Regions from separate parts of the Macaca mulatta genome. Here region 1 is linked to region 2. A link is a contact called in public Hi-C data. All regions are on one chromosome and are shown on one strand. The core of a region is the stretch at or near the end of the contact, and the rest is flanking DNA. Distances in the headings are between cores, read along the strand shown. Region 1 holds the start of HMGCR (3-hydroxy-3-methylglutaryl-CoA reductase). Region 2 holds the start of ANKRD31 (ankyrin repeat domain 31).

What was found. Hi-C and Micro-C count contacts between places; a contact is called where the count stands out from the background.
Region 1: a contact with region 2 is called in a Hi-C map of liver, with 5 times the contacts expected there. The contact joins the promoter of HMGCR here to the promoter of ANKRD31 in region 2. A contact is called at or near these places in 4 of 14 Hi-C or Micro-C datasets (CD4 T cells, blood, fetal cortex germinal zone and 1 more).

What each region holds. Positions count from the first base shown.
Region 1 is chr6:81,731,968-81,735,934 of T2T-MMU8v2.0, reverse strand. It overlaps HMGCR (3-hydroxy-3-methylglutaryl-CoA reductase), which reads right to left and starts at 2,103. Exons shown (of 20, transcript XM_002804417.4): 1 at 1,718-2,103. The coding sequence starts at 1,754.
Region 2 is chr6:81,633,977-81,638,222 of T2T-MMU8v2.0, reverse strand. ANKRD31 (ankyrin repeat domain 31) reads left to right here and starts at 2,149. Exons shown (of 24, transcript XM_078004866.1): 1 at 2,149-2,612. The coding sequence starts at 2,509.

The DNA of each region.
Region 1 (3,967 bases), core at 854-3,353, 98 kb before region 2:
GCATGGAGACGAAAATAAATTCATAAGTAAACAAAAAGTACATTCTCTACCTTGTGGGACGCCGAAAACATGCACATTTAGTATAGCCCAGAAATAAATGTTTCCTAGGACTCTGCAGGACCATGTCTAAGAAGGCATATCCTCAAATCCTGAAATATTTCAAACGACTACTTAAGAATGAAGTACATCGACCTCCTCCTACTGCAGAAATTAACTGTTCTATATTTTTATCTCCAAGATACAGTTTTCCTAAAAGAACATCAGCACCAAGGAGACTACGCCCCTTACCAAAAAAAAAAAAAAGAAGAAGAATCTTTTGAGTCCTTGTGCGAATCCCCACGTTGGGTTCCGCATCCTCTCAAGCCGTTCTCCTGTAAATAACCGGACACATCTACACCAATCCACGGTTCTTTATGGCTCTAAGTTAGTTAGCAGCATTTACAGAGATCTTTCCCGTCACGTAAAAGAAAGGAGCTAACGAACAGCAGCTCCTGGGCGTGAATGCCCGGATCCAGCAGGCGCGCTTCTCCCGTCTGCCCTGCGAGCTGCCAACCCAGAAGCCCCACAGACCCCTAGCATTTCTCGAATCCAGGGGCCTCCGAGGTCACCCTGCCTGACACCCTTTCTGCCCCGATTATCGCGACAATGCAGCCAGCACTGCCTACTTTGAACACGGCCGATGAACGCGGCTACGCCCCGCGGGTCCACAGATGATGACCGCAGTCACCAAGAGGCCAGACCGCCGCCCGCCTCTCAAGCCCAGTTCGGGACCCTGGGTTCCTCCGGCACTGGTGCCGGTCGCCGCTCGGCCTGCCGGGCCTCAAGGACATTCCTTGCAGTCCCCGCGGGTCCGGGCCGCCACACCAACAAAGCGCAACCGCAGCACCCTCCAGGTCCGCAGGAGCTGCCGGCAGCCACTTCCCAGGGCCGAGGGAAGCTCCAGAATTGCCACCAAAATAGCCCAAACCCCGCTCCCACCCATCTCGCCCCGCTCCCCGCCGCCCCGGCCCCGCTTCTCGGCCACCACCCGCCTCACCTCCAGATCTCACTAGAGGCCACCAAACCCCGGCGCCGGTGCTCCGCCCGTCTCCAGTCAACGGAGACACGGAGCGGAAGGAACACTCGCCTTACGCACGCGTGGAGCCGGACGAGCCTTCGACCAATAAAAGAGGATCGTTCGATTGTCTAGCCAATCGCCTGGGGGCTGCTCGGCCTGACGGCGCTACGTCACGAACGGTCGCCTTAACAACCGCCCACAGCTCTCTGCAGGGCCAAGAACAGGCACCGCACCATCTCTCACCACGGCCCGGCCAACCAATAGCCGTTCGAGTCCCAGCAGTAGGGCCTGCCTATTGGCCCTAGAGCCGTGGGGGCGCAAGCATGGCAGCTGCCTAGGCGAAGGCGATAGGGGACCTGGCGGGTGGAGTGTCCCACAGCCCCAGGGCCTGACCCGTGGTCGTCCTGGCTGTGAGAGTACAGTGGGAGGCAGTTATAGGAAGCAGAATTGAGCGTGAGGGAAAACGCAGGGTCAGGTCGATGACTGAAAGCTCAGTTACTAGCGCGGGAGAGATGGAGGGAAGTGGAGGCGGCCATGAAAAAAAGAGGAGTATAAAAAAGGGAAGGTGGCAGCGACGGGCACCTCAAACCTATAACTGGCCGGTAGCCGAAACCAGCGGTTTCCCGAGATTTACCCGTTAGTGTAAATGGCTCCGGTTACCTGCATCTCTCTGTCTCGTGTAGGACATCCATTGCATGCTGGATTCTCTCTGAAATGTGCCTCTCCTGCGTCTTCTCTGCGTTCCTTCTGCTCTCCACCTGGTGCAGGGCTTTATTATCTCTTACTTAAAACAGTGCAATAGCCTCTCCAAACTGGTCTTCCCAGTCTTGGACGCATTCACTTTCCAACCTCTCTTGCACAACTCCCACACGCAGTATGTGGCATACTACTTCCTATTATGCCATAGACCCAGATCAGCGTTTCTCATTGTCTACTGGATTAAAGAAAGAACCTGTCACCACTAATATGGCCCCACCATACATTTCTGACGTATCTCTACTTTCCTGTGCGAACCTTACAGTTCAACCAGGAGTAACTGGCCCTTCTTCAGTCACACTCAGTACCTTTTTACCTCCCTGCTTATGTTCTCTTTGTTTACCTTGGATATGCCTACCCATTTAAACTTGAGATCCTAAATATCCCTTAAGGGCTTTTTCATATACCACCTCCTTTTCTAATTCCCTCAAACACATCATCACTGCCGACCTTGAAAACCCATAAAATTTCCGTAATATTTTTTGACTTGCCTTACTATCGTATGTGGAAATGTATTAAGGACAGGAATAGTATTTCACTCAATTTTTAAAGCCCATATTTTGAAACAGTACCAGGAAAACACTAAACACTCCCTAGTTTTAATAAATGATTATAGATTGTTATAATCCTTATATAATAGGTATTATTCCCATTTTACAAAACAGTAAAAATTAAAGTTTGTCAAGCAACTTGCTGTGGATCACATAATGAGTAAAACTGGAATTTGAACCCAGATCTAATGCTTACGCTGGTTCTACTGTTCCCCACTGCTTCCGTGTAAGACCTTCATTCATATCTCTTTACCAAATGTTGTGCCTTTGAAATGCTCATTATGTGGATTACACTGTGGTTGGCATGGGAGATATAGTGACAAACATGACAGATATGGTGCCTGCCTTTATGAACCTTGCACAGTAAAGAGAACAGGTGAACTACCCGAAGATTGCAGTGTTCTCTTAGCAGCCTTGTCAAAAGAGAGAGAGAGAGAGAGAGAGAAAAGTGTATAAGTACCAAGAGCCTAGAAGCTGTCATATTTTTAATGCTGCTACAAGTCTCAAGGGCCAAATATCTCAGAAGTTACTGAATGTACACATGCCTACTAATGTAATTCAAATAAGGACTATAAAGCTGTTACCAAAACAGGCTTTAGCCCAAGATTTAGAAATTTTCATTCCCAAACTGCCTAATTGAGAACTCCAATAGTAATATGAGTTCAAAAGCAAGCAATAAAGAAACGCCAGTTGTCTAGTTTTATGGTCTTAAAATAAATTCTATATCATTCCCAAAAGGTATTTCAAAGGAATCTTTATAGCACTTTACTAATAATTTGTACTTAGTGATAAATCACAAAATTTGGTATGGACACAACTTAGAAAGGGAGGGTGGGGTAGGCGCCAAGGAAGTCTATGCGCCGCTTCCTCGTATGTATTTAACCATTCAAACAAAGAGTTTATAAAAGTATAATTTTTTTATTTTTATTTTTTGAGACAGAGCCCAGGTTGGTGTGCAGTGACACGATCTTAGCTCACTGAAACCTCTGCCTTCTGGGTTCAGCGATTCTCTTGCCTCAGCCTCCTGGATAGCTGGGATTACACGGGTGCACCACCAAGCCCAGCTTACACACACACACACACACACACACACACACATATATATATAAAATTTGTATATTTATATATATATATATATATATTTTTTTTTTTTTTTTTTTTTTTTTGAGACAGAGTCTTGCTCTGTCACCCAGGCTGGAGTGCAGTGGCGTGATCTCGGCTCACTGCAAGCTCCGCCTCCTGGGTTCACGCCATTCTCCTGCCTCAGCCTCACGACTAGCTAGGACTACAGGCGCCCACCACCACGCCCGGCTAATTTTTTGTAGTTTTAGTAGAGACGATGTTTCACCATGTTGGCCAGGCTGGTCTCAGCTCCTGACCTCAAGAGACCCGCCCGCCTCAGCTTTCCAAAGTGCTGGGATTACAGGTGTGAACTACCGCACCCCCCCTAAAAGTATAATGTTAAGAGCCCCTTTAAAAGTAATGAATGACCCGCATTGCCATCTTAATCCATCACCTTTACCGTTTACATACATAAATATGTTAGGCTTCCAACCTTCACATTTTTGGTTTTAGTCGTCATGAGTCTTGCTTAAAGATGGGG
Region 2 (4,246 bases), core at 900-3,399:
GAGTAAGCACGCTCTTCAATGGAACGGCCTCCTGTGCGGGGCTGGCTCCTGCCTTGAGCCCTGAGCTGCCAGGACAGGCTCCAGCCACCCTCAACCCTGAACTGGAATGATTAGGTAAATAATTATCTTATTTGTTTTTATTAGTCTTTCTTAAATACATATTTTTATTAATCTTTCTTAAATATATATGGCATTTCCTATATATATTTATTAAATATATATTTAAGACATTTCTTAAATATATATATTTAATATATATAGAGCTCACAGTTATTTCAATGTTTAATATTAAAGGTGTTTTGGTGTTTATTTGTAAGTTTGGCAATGTTTTTGTGACCAGAAATATGTTATAAGAACTTAACTCTCATATATATCAATTAGATCATGGTAAAATTGGTTTTCTTGTAAGTCATTTTGCTTAAAGTCGCAGTTTCCAAGAACCTACTGACAGACATTAAGTGAGGACTTATTGTACTTAGCTTGTTATCAGCTGTTTGGAGCAAGTGCTGTTACTGGTGGAGTCATCTTTCCCTCTGGGGCAAATGGAGCCACTCACCACCATTTACTGGATATGCATCCCCCAATTCCTGTGAAGGCAGAGCTGGATAATTAAAAAGAATGGGTGAAGTGGGCATAGTGGCATGAAACCGTAGTTCCAGCTATTTGGGAGGGTGAGGTGGGAGGACAGCTTGAGCTCAGGAGTTGGAGACCAGCTTGAGCAACATAGAAGAATGAACTAATGAATTAATTAAACAGTGGGTGAGCAGGAAAGGTGACAGGAATTTAGGTCTGATTTAGACATGGAGGGCATAAATGGACTATTGTAAAAAAAAAAAAAAACAAACCCCAGGTCTAATTCTTTGCATATTATTACTGTTCTGCCTAATTTACGGAGTTGAGGTGAGGAATTTTATTTAAGTAAGTTACTTATTCAAGTAAGTTTATTTATTTTTTATTTTTTGTTTTTTGAGACATGGTATGACTCTATTGCTCAGGCTGGAGTGCGTTTGCTCAATCATAGCTCATCAGAACCTCAAACTCCTGGGCTCAAGCGATCCCCTGCCTCAACCTCCTGAGTAACAGGGACTACAGGCCCATGCTACCATGCCCTGCTAATTAAAACAAATTTTTTGTAGAGATAGGGGTCTCACTATGTTGCCCAGGCTGGTCTTGAACTTGTAGTCTCAAGCAATCCTCCTGCCTCAGCCTCCAAAGCATTGAGGTTACAGGTATGAGCCACCACCCCCAGCCTCAAGTTAAGTTTAGAAGATAATCACCAATCAAGTATTTTAAATAGCAGTGGCTTAAATATAAATAGTAAAAACACAAAATATTAATAATGGCAAAGCTACTCCATAAAGTGAAAAGGGCAATGAATTGGGAAGTCAGAAATCTCTAGCTCCATCCATTTATGACAAAACTTAAGACTTCATATGTGCCAGATGCTGGAGACTCCAAGGTGAATACTAAACGCTTGCTATGGGAAAACAACTTGGTCTTTTCTTGAACCTTCTCACTTGGCAAGTGGAAGCTCACTTGGCTTTGTTTTGAATTAGCTTGAATTAAAAATGTTCAACTAGACTGAAACACATCAAATATATAAAATTCTAGTACTTCATTAAAACACAATTTACTACTTTTGGAGGTTGCTAGGCATTACTATTATTCTAAAAACTGATAAAAGGGGAAAAAATAAAGCATCTATCCTGCCTTTCCTGCATAATCTATCTGTATTTCAGGTAACCGAAGAGTTGTTGAGAGAAAAAAAAATACAAAATACATCACTGAGATTAGTTGAGAGCTAAAACTTCTGATAAACATTATCTGTTTGTCTACCTCAGGGGACACTTGAAAAGAGGCTGTCAAGGGATTAAAGGGAAAGCAAGCGCTTAGTGGGCTGCAAAAACACTCGTTAGGTCTAAGGTCGCATTCTGGCTCCAGAATGCCAGGGCTGCTGGGGCGGGCAGGAGCTGACAGCTCTTCCGTATCTGGGGCTCACAAGCATCAGGTGCATGGCAGGTCACCCTCCCGGCCAAGGGTGTTAAGCAGGCTCGCCTGAGTTCTGGGTGCGGCCCGCCTACCTTTCCAGTCTCTGCAGCAGCAACCCCAGTCCCCTCTACGGCTAGCAACCGAGAATGGGAAACCGCGAAAAAGACACGCTGCGGCAGGCCACGCCCAGAGCAGGCCTGCGCGTACCACCGCCCACTTCCGGCCGCGGGAGCTGGGGGAGGGGCCGAGCGCTGCGCAGGGCTCAGACGTGTGGCGAGGGGCTGCCCCCTGCCGGCAGCGAGCGGCGGGACCCGCGGGCCGCTTCTCGGACGACGACCCTGCCGCGCTTGCGGCCCTCTGCACCCTCCTCAGCAGCCCTGCGACAAGGCCCGGCTCCTGCTGCGATTATATTATTTTTATTTTTAACTCACAATTTCCTCTGGCCCTCAAAATGTTTTTTTGTTTGCGGGCAAGAGGGAGTTAGAGGAGGGTAAAAAAGACTTTGAATGTGAGGCAAAGATGGAGGAAGGCGTCCAGGACCCAGACTGGGACAGTGATGAAACCGTGATAGAGGGTTCAGTGACGGAGAGCGACCTGGAAGAAAAGGAGCTGCGCTGGAGAAGGTGACCATCATTAGGGCCACAGTGCCCGAACCCTCGCGCCAGGGCGGCCCAGGGGCCCTCTGAGAGGGTCAGAGTTTTGAGTGGAGATGATGACCAGAACATGTGCTTGTGGGCAGGATCAGAGCCTTGTGGGGCAGGCGTGCCTGAGCTGAGAGCTCGTAAATAAGCAACCACAGTCTGTCACCACCTACCCCCAACCAGCTAGGGACAAAATGAGTTTTGTACTAGGTGGCTTTGTAGCATTTTTCAAAAGGCGTTCCTTTTTGGGGGCTTTAAGTCTTTTTGCACAAGCAAAAAAGATCTGGGGTCTGAACTTAACTGCATTTTGCTTCAAGAGACTTGTAGCTCAGTTCTGGGAAAATGGGTAACGGTTTCTCTCAAGAAAAAGGATGCGTGAGGCCGGGCGCGGTGGCTCACGCCTGTAATCCCAGCACTTTGGGAGGCCGAGGCGGGCGGATCACAAGGTCAGGAGATCAAGACCATCCTGGCTAACACGGTGAAACCCCGTCTCTACTAAAAAATACAAAAAATTAGCCGGGCGAGGTGCCGGGCGACTGTAGTCCCAGCTACTCGGGAGGCTGAGGCGGGAGAATGGCGTAAACCCGGGAGGCGGAGCTTGCAGTGAGCTGAGATCAGGCCACAGCACTCCAGCCTGGGTGACAGAGCGAGACTCCGTCTCAAAAAAAAAAAAAAAAAAAAAAAATTCATTCATAGTTTTTGGTTGTAATGAGAAATAGGCAGAGGTTGCAGTAAGCCAAAATGACTCCACTGCACACCAGCCTGGACGACAGAGTGAGACTGCATCTCAAAAAAAAATAACAAAATAAAAGTACCAGCAAGACTTTCTGTTGAACTAGACAACTGATTCCAAAGTTTGTATGGTAAAATAATTAAAAGCAATTAGGAAAAGTCTGAAAAATAAGAACAATAAGGAGGTAATGACCTACAGGATATTAAAATATTTTCTGATATAAAATATTTTAAATATGATACTGGCACATAAAGTGACAGATCAATAAACAGCATAAAAGCCCCCAAAATAAAATCACATACATATGGGAATTTAGTATATTAAAGAGGTGGCATCTCAAACCGGTGAGGAAATGATGGGATTTTTCAAAAAATGATATTGGGACAATGAAGGATATATGTAGAAAATAGTTTAGTTGAATCCATACTTTACACTGTGCTCCAAAAAAAATTCCATATGAATCAAAGATTTAAATGTTAAAAAAAAAAAAAGTATTACAAGAAGCCAAGGAGGGATTATTTTATAACTGTGGAGGAAGAAAGGCATAATTATAATACAAAACTCAAAAAATTTCAATTATCAAGATTACAAACACATATACTCTTTGACACAGTGCTTCTATTTTTAGAAAATAGTTTTACCTCTGTCCTCCAACATATATACACTTAGAAAATATCTCTGAAAGGGTTACAGAACAAACACCTTGGTTGCCTGTGGGAAAGAAAGTTTATATTTGAGGGGACAGGGAGATGTTTTACTACATACCCTATTATATTGTTTGTTTTGGAGACAGGATCTTACGCTGTTGTCCAGTCTGGAATGCAATAGTGCAATCATAGCTCACTGAAGCCTCTAACTCCTAGGGCGAAGTGATCTTCCTGAG